Linked DNA regions of Gossypium hirsutum: region 1 is linked to region 2. A link is a contact called in public Hi-C data. All regions are on one chromosome and are shown on one strand. The core of a region is the stretch at or near the end of the contact, and the rest is flanking DNA. Distances in the headings are between cores, read along the strand shown. Region 1 holds the start of LOC107887149. Region 2 has its middle 33 kb from the start of LOC121217708.

What was found. A called contact is a pair of places that touch in the nucleus more often than the background predicts.
Region 1: a contact with region 2 is called in a Hi-C map of leaf, with 4 times the contacts expected there. The contact joins the promoter of LOC107887149 here to the enhancer-like site in region 2. A contact is called at or near these places in 7 of 34 Hi-C or Micro-C datasets (anther, hypocotyl, leaf and 1 more).

The regions. Positions count from the first base shown.
Region 1 is chrA03:56,579,258-56,584,471 of Gossypium_hirsutum_v2.1, reverse strand. It overlaps LOC107887149, which reads right to left and starts at 2,753. Exons shown (of 7, transcript XM_016811304.2): 1 at 2,313-2,753; 2 at 2,026-2,169; 3 at 1,862-1,936; 4 at 1,578-1,771; 5 at 1,329-1,500; 6 at 850-1,251; 7 at 307-692. The coding sequence starts at 2,528. The coding sequence ends at 603.
Region 2 is chrA03:56,495,459-56,501,067 of Gossypium_hirsutum_v2.1, reverse strand. No RefSeq gene overlaps it. Among protein-coding and RNA genes, the nearest start is that of LOC121217708, 33 kb to the right of the region's middle. Within about 2 kb of position 2,852, at least 6 of the 9 cell types and tissues checked have an H3K27ac peak or open chromatin away from gene starts, as enhancers often do. A contact at or near this core is called in leaf, where this site is marked.

The DNA of each region.
Region 1 (5,214 bases), core at 1,504-4,003, 84 kb before region 2:
TGTCTACGATAACCAATCTTTAACACTGCATGTGGAAGTTGAACAATGCTCTATTGGAGTAATCAAATCACATGATTGTGAATTGTTATACTTTCAAGTACCGATATGTTATATAAGAATAATATGTCTCTACTAGAGCATGAAGTGACTGGACTTATTAAACTTCTAGCGTGATGCTATTAGAGTTGTACCTGGTTGGATTTATATGATGATTTTGTTTTGAACTTTTCATACATAATGTTTGAAGGGATTAATTTATGTAGTATATATAAGCACATTATTTTTCCATTGAACAGGAATATCGTATATAAAAGGTTACTGATAGTATTTGCATTTAAGGAATCATAATGGTTTGAGATGAGGGTAAATGAAGCTTGTGTAAAGGAGGTGGAGGCAAGGGACAAAATCAAGGGCCTTTAAAGGCAGATTGGTTCATCTTGCTACCTGTGGCTTATTAAAGAGTTCAATTTGAAGGGATACCCATCAAAATAAAATTTGATCACTATCGTTTCAAGAAGACACACTCAAATGTGGAAAATTTTGATCAGAAAGCATTTATCGAATAGTGATTACAAGACTTCTTTCAATGAACTTGGCGCCTCCTACCTTACCTTGCATTTGTGGTGGGAGAGAAATGACTCGTCTTTGGTCCCCCGCTTCCACCAGCAACTCTGATCCTCCTCTATACTGCACTTGTCATGCAATGAACAATCATCAGCATAATTCACCAAATCAAAATTTTTACAAGTGATGACATGGGAGGAGCAATGAGAACTTAAAAACGACTTTTGAACCTTCAAAACTATCACACAACTTGAAAAGAATTGAGGGATTCAGAACTGAACATACTTGATATAGCTTGATCTCTGACTTCTCGAAACCTGGCATGAGAAGGGTTGCTGTTTTCTTTGCTGTGTCAAAAATCACAGATGAAACCTTCTGGCTTGCTGGCAAAGAAAGAAGACCCCTTGCACCCTCCACGCTATTGTTCATCATGATGGCATTCCAATCTTGAGGGGAATCCACTGCAAGATTCGGAATACAAGCAAAAGGCAAGGGATACAAATTCTTCTTCAGATTTTCCACTGATTCAACATCCAAATGATGGGTAGGAATGGCAAATGCACCACCCACCTGTGTATCAGCTTGGATTGCACAACCCCAGAAACGTAATGCTGAACTGATTGATATTGAAATGTTTGGATTCATCACAAGAAAGCACCCAAATTGATAAGATCCTGAAGATCCTCTCTGCACAACTTACAGCCTTTCAATCTCCTATATCAAAAAATTGGTGAATGATAAAATGAAATACATTCCGTGGTTACCTCAAGAATTCGTTCTAGACTGTCCCATATTTCAGCACTGATTGTTCCAGTGAGTTGGGATGGGTTACCACTTATGCCCATAGCTTCATCTACGAGTCTCAGGAGTGAAGGACCAGCCAATCTCCCAAGGTCAGTTTTCTCAGCCATGCTCCGCAGGTACTTCAAGTAGAGTCTGTGCAGAGTTAGAGGGGGTTGTGTACATACTTCATTTTAGGAAAGAAAGATAAATTGTTTTGCCTATTTCCAAACCTTGCTTTACTGCTTGCACCTATCATTCTTAGGGTTTCTTCGGTGCTGATACCATCATATATGATAATGTCAAATTTATCGTTTTGATGGTTCTTCCGAGCCCGTTTCCCGAATAAACCCAGAAGCCTCACAAGTGCAAGTAGTGAAAAGATAGAATCCATTCCGGGAAGCACCCCAAGCTCTTCTCCAACAACCTAGTAGACTAATACATGTCAAAATCAACATTCATAGTGTGAAGTGCAAACACCTAAGGTAAAAAGGATGATGAGATATTACATACACACCCCTTCCAGAACTCCTTGTGTCAAATTAAGACGGCCATCTGCTTTCTTCAGCTCATTTAGAGGTTCAAGAAGCATCTGCAGTTTAACGAATGATCCATTCTCAGCGTAATTACAATAAACCCATTTGAAATGGATAGATGATGAAGCATGGAAAAGGAACATACTTTAGTAGTTTCCAGCCTAACAACAGAAAGGTTGCGGGTGCATAGAGTAGGAGAGGAGTCGATCTTACAATTGAGAAGACAGTCAGCAGTGCGATCCTGTCCTTGTAACACTAAGCATGTGCTGAGTCCAGCCATTGCATAGTGCTAAGCAGCAGCAAAGAAAGGCATGAAACAAAGAGATTAGATGATGATATTTGGAAAAAGGGGCCATTTCTAATTAACCCTATCTGTCAGCTTCAGCTTTCCTTTTCCGTTAATTGGGGACAAGTGTAACTAGGAAGTAGTACCTGGGCAGCGAAAACAGAGGAGATGGTCTTGCCGGAGCCGCCTTTGCCTAAGAAGGTGATCAATCTTGGAGTGTTTGAAGAAGAATCAATGATGTCATCACCATTGTAGACCGAAAGTTGAGAGATTGTTCTTCGTGAGGGACTCCAAAGACTGGATTTGGACTTGGAATTGGAGAGAGGGAAGATAACAGGGGAAGACACAAGCACAGAGGACATTTTTGTTTTTCAATTTTTAGACATAGAACAAGCCTATGGCTTTATAGTTTACAAACAATTACAGACAGGAAATGGATTAATTAGCCGATTAAACAAAGCGTTCTTATGCCGGGCCGTGTTGGCCCAATCAGACAGATCCCATTCCCAGCACCGGCTAGATTACATCATACTTTTTCTCTACTAAATGCTATTCATATATTCGTATTTTAGTATTTAGAGTAACAAACAAAAATATAGAAGGTATATTATGACATAAGTTCTCTGACCAAGAAAGTATATCGAGATAAACTTCATTTTACTCCTACTAAAATTTGCTCAAAATTAATTCTTGTACTAAAAGTTATTCAAATAATGGCATCGCTATAATTTTCTGTGGAATTACTGATAATTTAAATAAAACATATCATTTCATGCTCGTAAAATTCTCAAATTATTCCAAAAAATCTGTGTGGTTGAAAATTTATTCGTTCAATTTTGTATTTTTAACTTAACACTTACAGCTTTCTTTACCATTTCATTGAACCATTTAGAAATGGTTTCTTTTAAATCCCAAATATTCTCTTCACTTGCCTGTCAAAAACTTGCATGACTTGAGGATATTGGCTTCCAACAATGGCGAGACCAGGCTCCAATATTCTTTCCTTTATTTTACTTCACCCAATTATACTTTGTTTTTAAATTTTTTTTAACTTAGATTCTAACATTTAAATTCACTCCTATTTTGGTATTTTATCTTTAAATTAATAACGGAAAGTTTTTTAATTGATATTGTTGAGTATGACTCATATTTCAGTCAAATTTGAGAGATAATCTCTCAGTTACACTCTGTCTATTTGTTTAAGTCAAACTCTGATTAATCTAGATTATTTTATTATTATTTGACTTAAGACACCCAGTAAAAGATTAGAATATAACACTTTTGGAGAATTTTGTGTTAACGTTTTGAGGGTTCTTTATTTTTGAGTTTCGGGGTTTAGTTTTTATTTTTATCTTTTATACTCTTCGTTCTTTTTCTATTATAGTAAAATTATATTTGTATGTGATTTTTTATCCTCTTTGGAGGGTTTTTCCATGTTAAATTTATGTGTTCGATTTCTCAATTTATTTCATTATTTTTTACTTGTTCATTGCTTAATTGGGTCGATCCCCAACAAATGGTATCAGAGTTAGTTCAATTTTTGTAGATCAGCCTGTTTAGAGATGAAAGCAGCAAGGTTTGACATTGAGAAGTTTGATGGTGCCACAAATTTCAATCTGTGGCAAGTTCGGATGATGACAATTTTAGTTTAGACTGGCCTGAAAGGTCCTTACCGAGAAAAATCCTAAGAAACTCTTTATTTGATTAAGTCTCTAGCTAACCATTTAGTGTTGAAACAACGTTTAGTTACGTTTCACATGAATAAAGGTGAGCTTCTTAGAGATCATATTAGTCAATTTATTACCCTTTTGAATAATTTAAAGAATGTTGAGGTTAAGATTGACGATTAAGATCATGCTATGCTATTATTGTGCTCTTTACCCTCTTTCAAGGAGACCCTAATTTATGGCAGAGACAAACTCTCTTTCGAGGATGTAAAGGGTCATTTGTTGAGTAAAGACAAACTCGATAATAAGTTTGGTTCGAATAGCAAGGTAGATAGGCAAGCTTCCGTTTTGGTTGTCACACCCCAAAATAGAGCCTAGGAGTTTTAGGGGTATTTTAGGAATTTTAGTCTTAGAGTGTTCAAAATTTTGAGACATGGTTTATTGGTAATGTTTTTTACTATGGTTTTTAGAAAATTAAATCAATTTTGGAAAATGAGTTTTAAATACCTTTAATTTTGAAAATAGAACTGATTTGTAAAAGAGTCTAAATTATGAGTTTTTAAAAGGCAATTAAACCAAATTTTAATTTTCACCCTATTTTCCCCCTTTATATTCACAAAACCCACATTAGTCTTCTCTATCCTTTGTGTATGTTGCCGTCACTTTGCTCTCCCAAATCCCTCATCCAATTTTCTTTGTTAAATCTTCAATCTTTTGATTTTTATCATTCTCCAAGTCAATTACCTTCATAAATCTTCAAGAAAACACTCAAAAACTCTATAGATTTCATCATCTTCTTCTGTATGGATTTTCTGGGTTTTTTACAAAAGTCCATTTTCCTTCTAACTAAGGTAACCGTTCATATTTCTATTAATTTTAAATGTTATTTAGTCTTTAAAACTAAGTTTTTGGACATTAAATCACATGTTTTAAATAAAAGTAAAAAATTAGCTCGTTAATGGTGGATTTCAAGATTTTGAGTAAAAACATGGTTTCAAAGTGTTTTTAAATTAGTTTTGACATGATTAAGAGGTTTCTAAACTTAATTTGAAGTTTCGTTAAAGATTTCTTAAATTTTAATGAATTTTTAGAAAATTGCCATAAACATGTCGAAAAAGTTAATACTATGAACTAAGTATTTTTGTGTAGTTTAAAGGTTGGGAATTAGTCGTAGGTGACTTATAAGATGAACAGAATTTGTTTTAGGTGAAAAGATTAAGTATAGATCAAGATATTTGAGTTTTAAGTTTGCTATGTTAAAGGTTTTGGTTACATGAGAACCTAGCTTAGACTTGTGCTTTTGGATTGTTTGATGAGAATATTTGGATTAATGTTGCTGTGTGAATTGCCTTGTTGAAGCGTTGGAATCAATAAGACCCTT
Region 2 (5,609 bases), core at 1,603-4,102:
CTAAAAATAGTTGAACCAGTTGAATTGGTTTTCTCTATTTTTTTAAATATTTTTATGAGTTTTTAATTATTTATTTAATCAAAGTAGACAAACCAATCAGACAAGGAATCGATGGTTTGACCTATTTGATCATCGGTTTAGTTTTGAAAACTTGACTTATAAATACAAAATAATAAAACTTAAGTGAAGCTACATACATTTTTTTTTATTGAAGCCCGTTGTGATCCATTTAACGAAAACAAGAGTAACAGATACAGCCAGTAATAATGGAAAACTTATCGGTATGTGTTGATTGTAGAAAAACAAATTAGGGATATAGGTTACTTTTTTAGTATTTAGGAAAATAGGTTATTTTTGTTGACATGGCAAGAAAGGACGCCATTAGACTTGTTCATAGGTCACGCTACTTGTCTAGGTCCAAAGGTCTGTCTGAAATTTGGGAGGGTTTTGGAAAAATATTAGGCCTGAAAAATGGGCTTAGGTAAAAAAACAAATTAGGCCTATTTAAAATATGAGTTGAGCTCGGGTTTGAACATTTAAGGCCTGAGCCTAGCCCGGCCCGGCCCGGCCCGACCCGACCCATTTTTAAGTTTATAATACTTTATATTATGTTATTTTTATATATTATCTCATTTATAATACATTAGAAAAAATAAAACCTATACTAAATATATAATACTACTATAATGTAAACATTAAAATAATGTTAAGATAATTATATAAAAAAATTTAATAAATAGAAAATTGTATAACATTATTAAATATTAAATTAAAATAATATAAATATTTTTTAAATTTTTTAAAAAATAGTATGGGCAAACCTAAAATGGGATTCAGTTAGTCTTTTGCAAATATGAACTAGCTTTGACAAAATTTTAGATCTACATTTCAAGTCGGGTTGAGCTAGGGCAAGCATAAAGTATATTAATATAATGCTTAGGTTCAACCCGACCCATGGACACCTCTAGACGCCATCGGGTTGTGCTTTTGTAATACACTTTATACAAGAAGTCCTTTTCATTGGTTAAATGTTGGTGCTTTCATGCATGTGGCCCAAGTTCGACTTCTCCTTTCAGCATTTTGGGTTTTTTTTTTTTATTCATGTTGTTTGGATTTTTTTTAATTATGGTTCAAGCTTTTTTTTTATTTTAATTTTTAAATTTTACTTTTCTTTTTTGATAACTGGGGAGAAGAATGGGGTTGGTTGAAATCGAATCCAAGTTTCATACCTATAACTAAATATTCTTACCATTAGGCTAAGAGATTGTTGGAAATTTCTAATTTTTACTTTTTAATTAATACTTTTAATTAAATTAATTCATGTTGTTTAAAGCTTTTTTATTTTAATTTTTAATTAATGTTTTTAATTAATAAATAGGTTGTCTTCAAGTTTTTAAAATTTTATTTTTAATTCATATTTTTAATTAATAACTCCTTTATTTATAAAAACAAAATAATAAACATGTAATTATATAATTAAAAAATATTTTATATATCATTATGTTAAATATATTTTATATTTTAAAAACATCAATTAATTTTTTAATATATTTTTCTTGATTTATATTTTTATTTCAAATTTTTATTTTTTTTACCTATATCGTGGATATTGTAAATTCTAATATTATAAAATAAAACCATTATTTCAAATATCATTGTTTTTTCACCTACATTATGGGTATGGAAAATTATAAAATTATAAAATTAATTAATTATTTCAAATATCATTATTTTTAGTAAATACAATTTTTTTATGTGTAAAATAAATTAAAAACATCATTGTTTGATTTTATAATATTAGAATTTACCATACCCACAACGTAGTTGGAAAAAATAAATATTTGACATTTAAAAGTATAAATAAAAATATATATTTAAAAAAGTAGTTGATGTTCTTAAAAATTAAATTAAATTTAACATAATAATATATATCAAAAATATATATTTTATTATATAATACATATTTATTGTTTTATTTATATAAATAAAGGAATTATTAATTAAAATTAAAATTAAAAATATTGAAAAAAAAGACATGTTTTTTAATTAAAAATTAGAAAATAAAATAAAAAGCTTGAAACAAAATTAAAATTAACAAAACTCCAAAAAAAATTGAAGTTAAAATAAAAAAAGCTTGAAACAAAATTAAAATAAAAAGATTGAAACAACATGAATAAAAAAAACACAAAATATTAAAAAGGGAATCGAACAAATATGAAAACATCAATATTTAATCATATGATGAAAAATGCATCTTGTATGAAGCATTTTGCAAAAGCGTGTACCCCATAGCACACTTTCATGACACACTAGGAAAAATGACATATTTCCCTACATACTAAAAAAGTAGTCTACATCCCTTTTTTTTTTCTTTTTAAAAAAAATCAACATATCGATAATTTTCTCAAGTAATAATGGTAGGGTTATGAACCAATAAATTAAAGTAAAAGGCTTCAAAAGGTTCCTTCTCTCCCAATCCCAAAACTGATCCCAACCCAGCAATTAGTAGCATACCTCTTGCCTCTGGATCAATCTGAAAGGGAAATCAAGATCAGAAGTTCTTCCCTTAGAAAACGCGTCTAAATTTGTGTATGGAAACCGCCTTTTGTCTTCATTGATCAAGATGCTATTCGTCTCTTTAAATCCTTGTTTAGATAAAATGGGTGGAACAAATTTACCTTACCTTGTCACAATATTTAAGTATTTTAAAACCAACAAATTTACCTTACATTGGTAAACAATGTAAATTTGAATCATAGATTTCCTAACTCTTTTCTATTAAATATAAAGGATTATTGAAGTGGTAATGGGCTAAGTAGTCCATCTAGAGCTACAAACCCAAATGAATTCGGAGCAAGGACTTTGAGAGTGTCCAATGGGATGGGTTATAAATTGACCTATTTCCTAGGCCGACTCAATAATTGGGGGTATTTGAACAAAATATATTAAATTTAAAATATCATGTGAATAAAAGTTTTGATTTAACTCGACTTTTATAAAATATTTTTTTTAATGTAATTTATATCATATGAAATTAAATATTTTATTATAATGTAAATATTAAAAATATATTAAACTATTTTATTTAAAATTTTAATTAAAAACATATAAATAGTAAAAAAACATACATATATAATTACTAAATATCACATAAAAATACAAATATATACTCTTAAGAATAATATATATATATGATTGGGTCTAAATAAGTTTAATTAGTCAATTTATAAATATAGATAATTTTAAATTTATATTTGGAACTAAATTAAACTTAAACAACTATATCTAATAATATATATATATATAAAATAAGGTACACAAGTATATAATGATGACAAGTGGTGTGTTTCTATTTTTTTATTTAATTTCTATATTTTTACAAATATAATTTCTATAGTTTTTAAAGCCATTATTTAAGTTAAATTAAATTTATTATAGTTAATTAATCCATTAATTTAACTTAAATAAATAAATTTTTATTTATTTAAAATAATGATTTATGATATCTAGATTAGTGTTTATTTTAATATTTTATATATTATCTATAATTAAATTTTAAGTTAATTTAATGTTTAAAATACATATTTAATTAATTAGTTAACATAAATTTTAAAAATTAGATAAATGTTTAATTAGATAAATATTATTTTTATAAAGTTAATTTATCTGTATAATTTAATTTATATATTCTTTGATTTAATTATTAGCATATACTAATTTTTTTTTGGAACAATTTTATTAGAGGTTCTGATCATATCTGTTCTTTTTAACACAATGCCTAGAACTATTCATAGACTCTCCGCAGCCCATAAATAGAATGGATAGTGCGCTTTAATGCACTCAAACCCACGTTATCCTATATTAGCAACAATGCTTATACCAATCGAGCTAAAACTCAAGGGCATATACTAATATTTTTAATGTGAAAGAAGTGTATATATCTATTTAACTTAACTATTTGTTAAGTTAGTATTTTAAAAATTTTATGTATAACCAAATAGTTAATTAAATAATTTTTTTAATATTTCAATTATATATTATCCTTATTATCTATAACAATTAATTAAGTTGATATTTTTAAAATTTTATATTTAAAATAAATAGTTAACTGAATAAATAAAAATTTAAAAAAATTAATTTATCAAATTAATTTAATTTAATAATTATATATTATAAATTTTATCTATAACTATTTATTAATCGAATATTTTAAAACTTTGATGATATCAGAAAAGAGTCCATTTCATTAGGATCAAAGTCAAAAAAAAAAAATTCACTATCAATCAACAAATGAAAATCAAAGTTAGTTTTTTAATTGCATATTTCTACTTTCTACATTTTTTTTTTCAAATCCAGAGGAAAAAAAAAATCTAGATTCACTCATATATAATATATTTTGCTTTATAATAAAGATGCTGATCATTTGTGGCATTTACATACTATTTATTTTCAATTACTTTATTGTGTCTTTTATTACATTTTTATAGTTAATAGATTTTATTTTTAATTATAGTTTTTATCATGTTTTATGCTTTAATAAAATGGTAAATTTATGCCATTAAAGATTTAATTTTTATGTACTTAGTTTATGTAAAAATAAAAAATTGAGCTTCAACTGGAGTCAAAATCATGACATTGAGGAGCCAATGTTGTGACACCAATACCTTTGCCATCGACTAAAGTGTAGGACTTCAAGAAATTGCACATTCGAGGTGGTTACCTCCAAGGTCGCGACACCAGCACTCGTGGTCGTCACATTGGGTTAATGATGTCGCAGCATCAACCACAACACTAGAAAATGAAGTAGTCAAGCCACCTAAGGACAATGTCATGACACTAAAAGCTAATGTCGTGAAGGACCCAATAAGCCAATTGAGTAGACTGTCGAGGATGTCGCAACACCAGTATGTAGGTGTCCCAATCCCGACAAGAAAAAAGTTATGATGGGTATTTTGTTGTCTAACAAGGATCAAAACCTGATTTTAAGTGAGGGCATAATTATATTTGTTAGGTTATATGTTATTAAACTATAAATGCTACTTTATAAGATTTTGTTACACTTTTTTTTTTAAGAATAGGATTTTTTTTAATTCTAATGTCTCCTACTATTTTTAATTATTTACAAAATTAGTCCATTAAAATTTTATATTATATTATTTAATTTATAAATTTATTCAAAGCATTAATTAAATTTAGTATAGTCATTAATTTTAACGGTGAAAAGTTAATATTCTTTTTTGGATTAAAGGTGAAAACTATGGATGAATTTTTTTCTTTTTTATAATTAGGGAAAGAGGTTGGGGCTTCTTAGGATCGATCTGAAGCTCTAATGCCTACAACATAATGCTGCTGCCACCAGCTAAGAGTTTGTTGGCAACTATACATAAACTTTAATTTTGTGCAATTTTGTATATTAAATGTTATTTTGATTCATTTTTCATAAATTACTAACACAATTATCAATATGACATTATTTTACATTAACATGTTGCATATACAAATAATTATATTTTTTTAAAATAAAAATAAATTGATGTATTTATTTCTTTTAATATATATAACTGAATCAAAATAAGAGTTTCATGTATATATTTGAATTATAATCAAAG